Regions from separate parts of the Gossypium hirsutum genome. Here region 1 is linked to region 2. The links are chromatin contacts, called in public Hi-C maps. All regions are on one chromosome and are shown on one strand. Each heading gives the region's core, a stretch centred on a gene start, on an enhancer-like site or on the middle of the called end of the contact. The rest is flanking DNA. Distances are from core to core; before and after follow the strand shown. Region 1 has its middle 4.2 kb from the start of LOC107922727. Region 2 holds the start of LOC107923651 (sulfate transporter 3.1).

Evidence for each region. A called contact is a pair of places that touch in the nucleus more often than the background predicts.
Region 1: a contact with region 2 is called in a Hi-C map of leaf, with 3 times the contacts expected there. The contact joins the enhancer-like site here to the promoter of LOC107923651 in region 2. A contact is called at or near these places in 2 of 34 Hi-C or Micro-C datasets (both in leaf).

The regions. Positions count from the first base shown.
Region 1 is chrA11:14,404,217-14,407,767 of Gossypium_hirsutum_v2.1, forward strand. No RefSeq gene overlaps it. Among protein-coding and RNA genes, the nearest start is that of LOC107922727, 4.2 kb to the right of the region's middle. Within about 2 kb of position 1,860, at least 3 of the 9 cell types and tissues checked have an H3K27ac peak or open chromatin away from gene starts, as enhancers often do. A contact at or near this core is called in leaf, where this site is marked.
Region 2 is chrA11:14,226,445-14,230,361 of Gossypium_hirsutum_v2.1, forward strand. It overlaps LOC107923651 (sulfate transporter 3.1), which reads right to left and starts at 1,665. Exons shown (of 11, transcript XM_041081130.1): 1 at 1,177-1,665; 2 at 850-1,057; 3 at 157-328. The coding sequence starts at 1,519.

The DNA of each region.
Region 1 (3,551 bases), core at 610-3,109, 180 kb after region 2:
CACTGATTCATCCTCGTAATTTCTTTTGAAAATAATTTTGGGATTCCAACACGTATTGAATGACATTTTCTTTCTGTTACTTTTGAATCTCGGAATATATGTATTAGGGGTAAAGTAAAAAATTTTATTTAGGGGATAGAAACTAAATTATAATTTTTACAATAGTAAAAATATAATTTTTAAAATATTAAGTTAAAATTCTATTATTTTTAGTGGCGTTAAAATATAATTTTATCTTTATTAATTTAAAATTTTAAAAATTTTAAGTAGTCAAAATGAAATTTTTTTCATTTTAAGAGGATTGAGGATCAAATGAGTACAGAATATGAATATGTATTAGGTTACAATCTTATTTTATTAACACATATAACATCCTTGTAAGTCACTTGTGAAATATTTTTATTTTAATAACAGTGTTAGCTTTGATTTTTCTTTTTAAATTTACACACTTATTTTTGCACATGATTCATACATTTTTATTATATTTTTATGATATTATAAATGAGGATTTTTTAAAAATATTAATACTAATATTTTTTGGTGAAAAGAAAAGAAACCGAGCATATAAAAAACCCAGGAAGCAAACAAGGCTGACTTTGAAATTGAAGCCATAGCATCCCAAAGCAAACAAAAAAGAACTTGGAGAAATAATTACAATATAAAGTCATTAGTTACATTATAAAAATTGTGAATAATGAATATAAATATTTTATATGGAAAAATTTTAAAGTGAAAAAACTATAAGTAAATGAGTTTTCGAGTTTTTACTAAATGAGTAAATAAATCAAAGTATAATATAAAGAAAATTAATTTAAAACTCTGAATACAAAATTTAAAATCCAAAATTAATTTAAAATTCTGAATACAAAACTCAAAATTCTAAAAAGCAAATCAGTAAATAAAACTCTTAAATTTAATAGGACATTCACAAAAGGGATATAAAATACTTTCATGATTATTACAAAACTCTCACCAAAACTCATATACTACTACATTTTGACATTTCAAAATAAAGACACAAAACATATTTAAATAAATTAAGATTGAAATTTTAATCATATTAAAATATCTCTAAAATAATTAAAGTTATTATAGATATATAGACACTTAAAAATCTCCAAGTTTATCAGCTATTACCCAAAAATCTGCCCAAACAAAGCTGGAAAAGAAATATTTTATTCAGATTTTTTGTCCAAAATTCAAAATGTGAGAGTTGGCCCACCTTTCATTAAAGGGAAAGGGCAAAAGTAGATTTTTCTAGCTGAGCTCCATAGGCTTTAAAAAATAAAAGAAACTTTTACTTCTACGGATGTTTTTTTCTTTGAATTTTGATATCACATAATTGCATGTACTTTCCTTCTTCTTTTTTTCCTGCTATAAATTAGAGCCAAATTTCCACATTTTATCCTTTATGGTTTTTAAAAAGAATTTTTTTAAAATATGTTTGTATGATTAATATTTTAATAATTTAATTATTATATTTATTTTCTATCAAATTAAAATTTTTTAACTATTTTTTTATATAAGAACTTTTAATTGTTCAATAAGTATCACTATATACAATATTTAAAATTAATATGATAGACATAACATATACAATTATATCAATAAATTCATGGTTGAAACATCCCTCCTTTTTATATTTATGTAAATTTTGATGAATGACAATTTTTAAATCTTATTAAAATTTAATGCATTAACAACTCTTATTATAGTATAAAAAATTTGACACATTCAGATATTTGTGTTATCATATTATTTTGTGAGGCGTTAAAATGAATAATAAGAACTGAGGTGACTCCCAGTACTGTTTGGGCCCAATAACACAATATCTATCTACCCAGGCTCAGAGAAGATAGGATGGAGTTTGGACCATAAACGACAGAAACAAAATGAAGCCATAAATACAATATAACCATCTGGAACTAAAATTATCAAATCGAATTCACTTTCTTCGTCCCATTAGGTTAAATATCTTGCACATGTTGAACCCAACATCATATGATCGATAATATGTTCTAACATGAGGGTTGGTTCTTGCCTTTGGCTACAATTTACCATTTTAAACCATAATCACATGCATGGTGTATGCGACCCGATTAGTTGCCATTTTTGTTAATTGTGTCATAAAGTTGCTAACCTTTTATCAGTGTTTTTAGATGAGAAATGGAGACACCTCTTTTATGGTTTAGGGTTGCAAAGGGGTTCTGTTCCAAGGAAACAATGCATGACATGTGAGTTTTTGTCTTTTGGACAAGGCAAGTTTTTCTCTGTCCATACCATTATTATTATGATGGTATACAAATTGTCTTCAACTTTTATTTTTACTGCCTGATCTTAGCATAGGTTCTAAAAGATGGAAAACAGGATATCTGTGGAATTTCTCTGCGGGGGGGTAAAAAGTTATTCAAGTTTTCAGAAATGATTGAAGTCCACAAAAATATTAGGATCAAGTAGATATAATGAAGTTGAAGATGAAGATAACATGTATATATATTCTATGTATCATATTGGTGCAAACCAGCAAGACCGTGAATGGAGGGACCAAAAAGAGCAAATAAATTTGTAATCATGTCATTATTATTGTTATTGCAATAATAATAGTCTTGAATTCTTGATAGCATGGTCCTACTTCTGCCCTCGTCTCATCCGTGACTCTTTCTACTTATTATTTACCACAATCAACATATTCGCTTCACTGCCAATATGTGATTAGATTTGAAATTATATTTTATAATAAATTTGTACAATAAAAAAATTTAAAGAGAATTCAGATGAATAATTAACTGCAATCATTATAGAATATTTTGTACAAAATTATGAATTTTCTAAATATAGACTATCAAATTTTATCAGGATATATATCAACATAACATGATAAAAATAACTAAGACTCAATCATATAAAAATAACATAAACATATCTTGGTTTTTATGGAAGGTTAAAGCTCTTGTTAGAACTCGTTTGGTATGGGTTTAAACCGTGTAATCTCCATTCTCTACCCTAATATTGTATCAAAAAAATAAGATATAATGACTTTTTGGCCCTCCAATTTTACAAAAAATAGTCATTTAGCCTTCCATTAATTTTTTTCACCTCTTTTAGCCCTTGAATTTGTATTTTTGTCAAATCACCTCAAAATGGATAGAAAATTTAATGTTTATTAATTTTGCTAATGTGGTATACATGTGGATTGCCACATAGATGACACATTAGCATTTAATTAATTTTTTAAAATTTAAAAATATAACTTTTATATTTTTTTAATAATTTTAATGATTTTAATATTTAAAAACAGTTTTTATATTTTTTTGAGTTTTTAAATTTTTAAAAATTAATTAAACGTTGACATGTCATTCACGTGACAATCCATGTGTATGTAACGTTAACAAAGTTAAAAAACATTAAACTTTTCATTCATTTTAGGTGATTTGACAAAAAAAAATGTAAGCTTAATGGTTAAAAAGACAAGAAAAAATGAAAACTAAAATGTTTTTTTTTTTGTAAAGTTGAAGGGTCAAATAAATCATTATACCAAAAAATAACATAAG
Region 2 (3,917 bases), core at 415-2,914:
TTCGAACTTTGGATTTAAGGAAAATGTTATATACGCATATTTCCATACGAATAAATTATAAAAACAGGCCTTTTAAAAAAAAATTGTTTCTTCAATTTCATTTCTATATGGAATGAAATTATAAAAGATATATAGAGAAATAAAATAAAAGTTGACCTCATGAATCTGGGAAAACACAGAGCGCAAGACGGAGATAATATCAGTAGATTGAGTGAAGTGTTGAAGTCCTAGAATTCCCTTTAGCTGTTGCAATATCACTACGGTGGCTGCTCCTCCCATGAACCCTACTATCGTCGCATGTGAAAGGAAATCGACTATAAACCCTACCCTGCAAAAAACACCACAAAAAATTTTAAGTAAATTTTAGAATTTACCATGAAGAAATAGAATATCAGCTAATTTAATTATTATTTCTACCATGTATTTTCTTTTTTTTTTAGGCTTTTTTAGTTGTATCAAACAATAAATGACAATTGCGATTGTGAAAACAATGGTTCAATCGTATTCTGTGTAGATTCTCTATGACATATATAGCAATAATTCCTTAATTTTTTTAAAATTCTTACTGGACATGAAATTTTTTAGAAAATACATATCCAGCCAGCCAGCAGCAGAGGACAATAATTCCAGCAGCGAGAAGACAAAGTACGTATGTTGTGCTGTAATCCCTTCTGTTTTTTTGTCAAATTTAAGACGCTATAACAAAAAATGCCGCCTTTCTAGATCTTGTTTTTAACCCATATTGGCATATACTTTACTTATATTTTAAGTGTAATTTTCATTATATTATTAACCAATGTCCTCCAAAACGGGAAACAAGAGAGTAAGTGGGTGGCTGAATTAATGTACCTTAAGAGGCCTAAGGAAGCTTGCAGAAGGCCGGCGAAAAAAGTTGCTGTGAAAGCAAGGTGAAGATAAAGCGTAGGATTCTCAGTAGCGTTTACTTCGTCCCCCAACATAGAACCTATGAGAAGTGATGCAACTGCAACAGTCCCTACTGCCAAATCTCTTGAACTTCCCATCATCGCATAAATCAGTGGTGGAATAAAGCTTGAATCTTTATTTTTCCCACCGAAGAAAAAGTTGATCAGTAAATTACTATTCACGAGTCAACCCACTGAAACAAAAGAGTTGTGTGTAGTAATCTATTTAGGTTTTTAATATTTAGGAACTTACATAGGCCGAGTATAGGCGGCAAGTTAGCTAGCTTTGCATAGCTAATACCCTGAGGGATAGCAAGACTGGCTATGGTGATCCCCGAAATAAGGTCAGATTTCAAGAACTGGAAGGTGTAACGAGGACCCCATTCAAGAATGGGCAAGAAATATTGCAGTCCCAGAAAAAACTTCCGAGAGGGTGTTTTGTTCTTGAATTGTCGAAGAGGGTCATCTGGGAAAAACGTCTCCTTGAGAGAGTTTTTGAATGACTTGAAGAATGGTTGTGGCGGAGGAACCGCCACTGGGTGAGCACATTGACGGTACTCATTGGTGGAAGGGTACAGATAATCAGCGTTGCCCATCAAAGTATATGCTGTTATTAATTGAGTTTAGCAGCAGAGATATATGTGTGTGTGTGTGTGTGTGTGTGTGGAGGAGATTGAATAGAAGAAAGAAGATGGAAAGAGGAAGGGAGAGTAAGTGCTGGGGGGATGTGAAATGGGATACCTTAGGTGGATGTATTTATAGAAGGGGCAATGATGCAAGAAGAGGATTCATTGGATTCAGTAGGGTGAGTGGGTTAAGGGGCCCGCCTGAATGTTAAGTCCCTCTCTCCTTCACCAAGCATTCAAAGTTTATTATATTTTAATAATAAAAAATATTGGGGTTGGCCACCTCGTGCAGATTTTTTGTGTTAAGGGGGAGGTCTGTTCAGCCAGCTAAAGATGGAATGGAGAGCAAAATCCTGGAAGTTCACGTTTGTTTTAGTTTCCAAATTTCTACTTTGGAAGGAAGACTACGTTAACGGCGACGCCATGGTACGTGTTAACCTTTCATTGCAAATCTACCTAAACAAGTCTGCGCTTGCCACGTAGAAAAATTGCAGTTAATTTCTGGTGATTCTGTCTTACGAACCTACCTTATATAGAAACTAAATATCCATGCTAATATTTAACTATGCGAGTGAATTAATGTTATTAACCCAGTTAAATATTTTTTTATAAAATAATATTATATATTTTAAATAAATTATATATGTAACACCCTAAACCTCGTCAGGAAGATTCGACCCGAATCCGACGTGCCATATTAGTAACTAAAGTGACTCTCTGATAATTTCAAACCTAACCTCCAAGACACTACTTATACATAGCATGCAAACATAGTGTTACTCTTTAACAAAGCAGCGAAAAACCATATATTCATAAAACACAAGGGTTCACATGCAAAATAAATCAGAGTTCACTATTATGCAATACAATAATTCCAACACTTAAAAAATATTTATAGATTCACATCACACTTAAAGGCTTCGCATCACAATTAGACATAGCTCGCATGCCTTATCATCACAAGAGATTGCAAACCAACACACAAATATAAGTTCGCACAAAATTACATGAGTTCGCAGGATTTGATAAATTGCATACAGTAATTTTGAATATTAAGTTCACAAAATATTAATAGTTAACTTAACACCTAAATAGCTCATACATCATAGCTTCACTAAATAACATGCTTCACAAAAAAAGGAGAAACATGCATGCAAAAAAGTATCATATTTAAACAAGGTTCGCATAAATTTATGGGTTCACTGTAACAGTCCGGTTTAGGCCCTAGTCGGAATAGTGGTTTCAGGACCACAAATTTGAGTCCGAAAAATATTTTAATATTATTTTCTATGTCTGTGATATATGAATTTGTATTTGTGAAATTTCTGTGATTTAATTTGTCTGTTTCTGTGCTCGATTTTACAAAAAAGATTTAATCGCATAAAAGGTAAAATTAGCATGCTACATTTTAATGTATGTTTTTGAAATGGCTTTGGACTAATAAGTCCTTATGTAGTTAATTGACCATGTAATGTATTAAATGACCTTGTTAGACATTAGTAAATAGTTTATTAATGTTTAAAAGACAAGGGTAAAATAGTAAAAAGGTATATTAAGTTAATATATATAAAAAAAACATGAAAATGGCCATAAACACATTGTTTTTACCAAAAATCAAAGGAAAAAGAAAGAAAAAGGGCTTCCTAGGGTTTGGCTCTTATTCACCTTGATTAAGATACAAATTTTTGTTTGTTTTTGATAATTTTTACGTTTCTATGATCGTTGCTTTGTGTTCTTCAAAGCCCATGTTTGAATTTCTATTTCTGTTAAAGATTTCATGAAATTCCATTGTTGATATCATGAGTTTTGTAATGTTCTTGGATGAATTATGAAGGTTTAGTAGATGATTTATAAGCTTTGTACTTGAATTTTTTATGAAATAGAACTATCTGGGCTAATTTGTGAAAATAAGGTTTTGAAGGACTAAATTTTGTATTAAATGTGTTATTTGGGCTTGTATGGAAGCCATGTATATTTGGCCAAGCTATAATATTAATGAATTATGCATATTTGTGATTTTGTGAAAAATGAACTAAATTGTCAAAGTGTGAAAATATAAGGGCTAAAATGTAAAGTGCCCTAAATATGTGTTCATGGATTATTTTGAATGAAATGCATGATTGAATGGTTTAATTTGAATTGTATTAGATCAAAAACAAAGAAAATCATACTTAGATCGGGGGAAGTCCAAAATAGTTGAATAGACGATTCATTTTATCAGAAATTCGTACGAGGTAAGTCAAATTACAATTACGTGTTAAATTGACTAAATTTTGCGCATATAAAATATAATCTGTATTGGATGGCTTTGAGAGCTTGATGAATGAACTCTGGGTAAATTCTGATAATATGTTAGTATCTGAAAAGT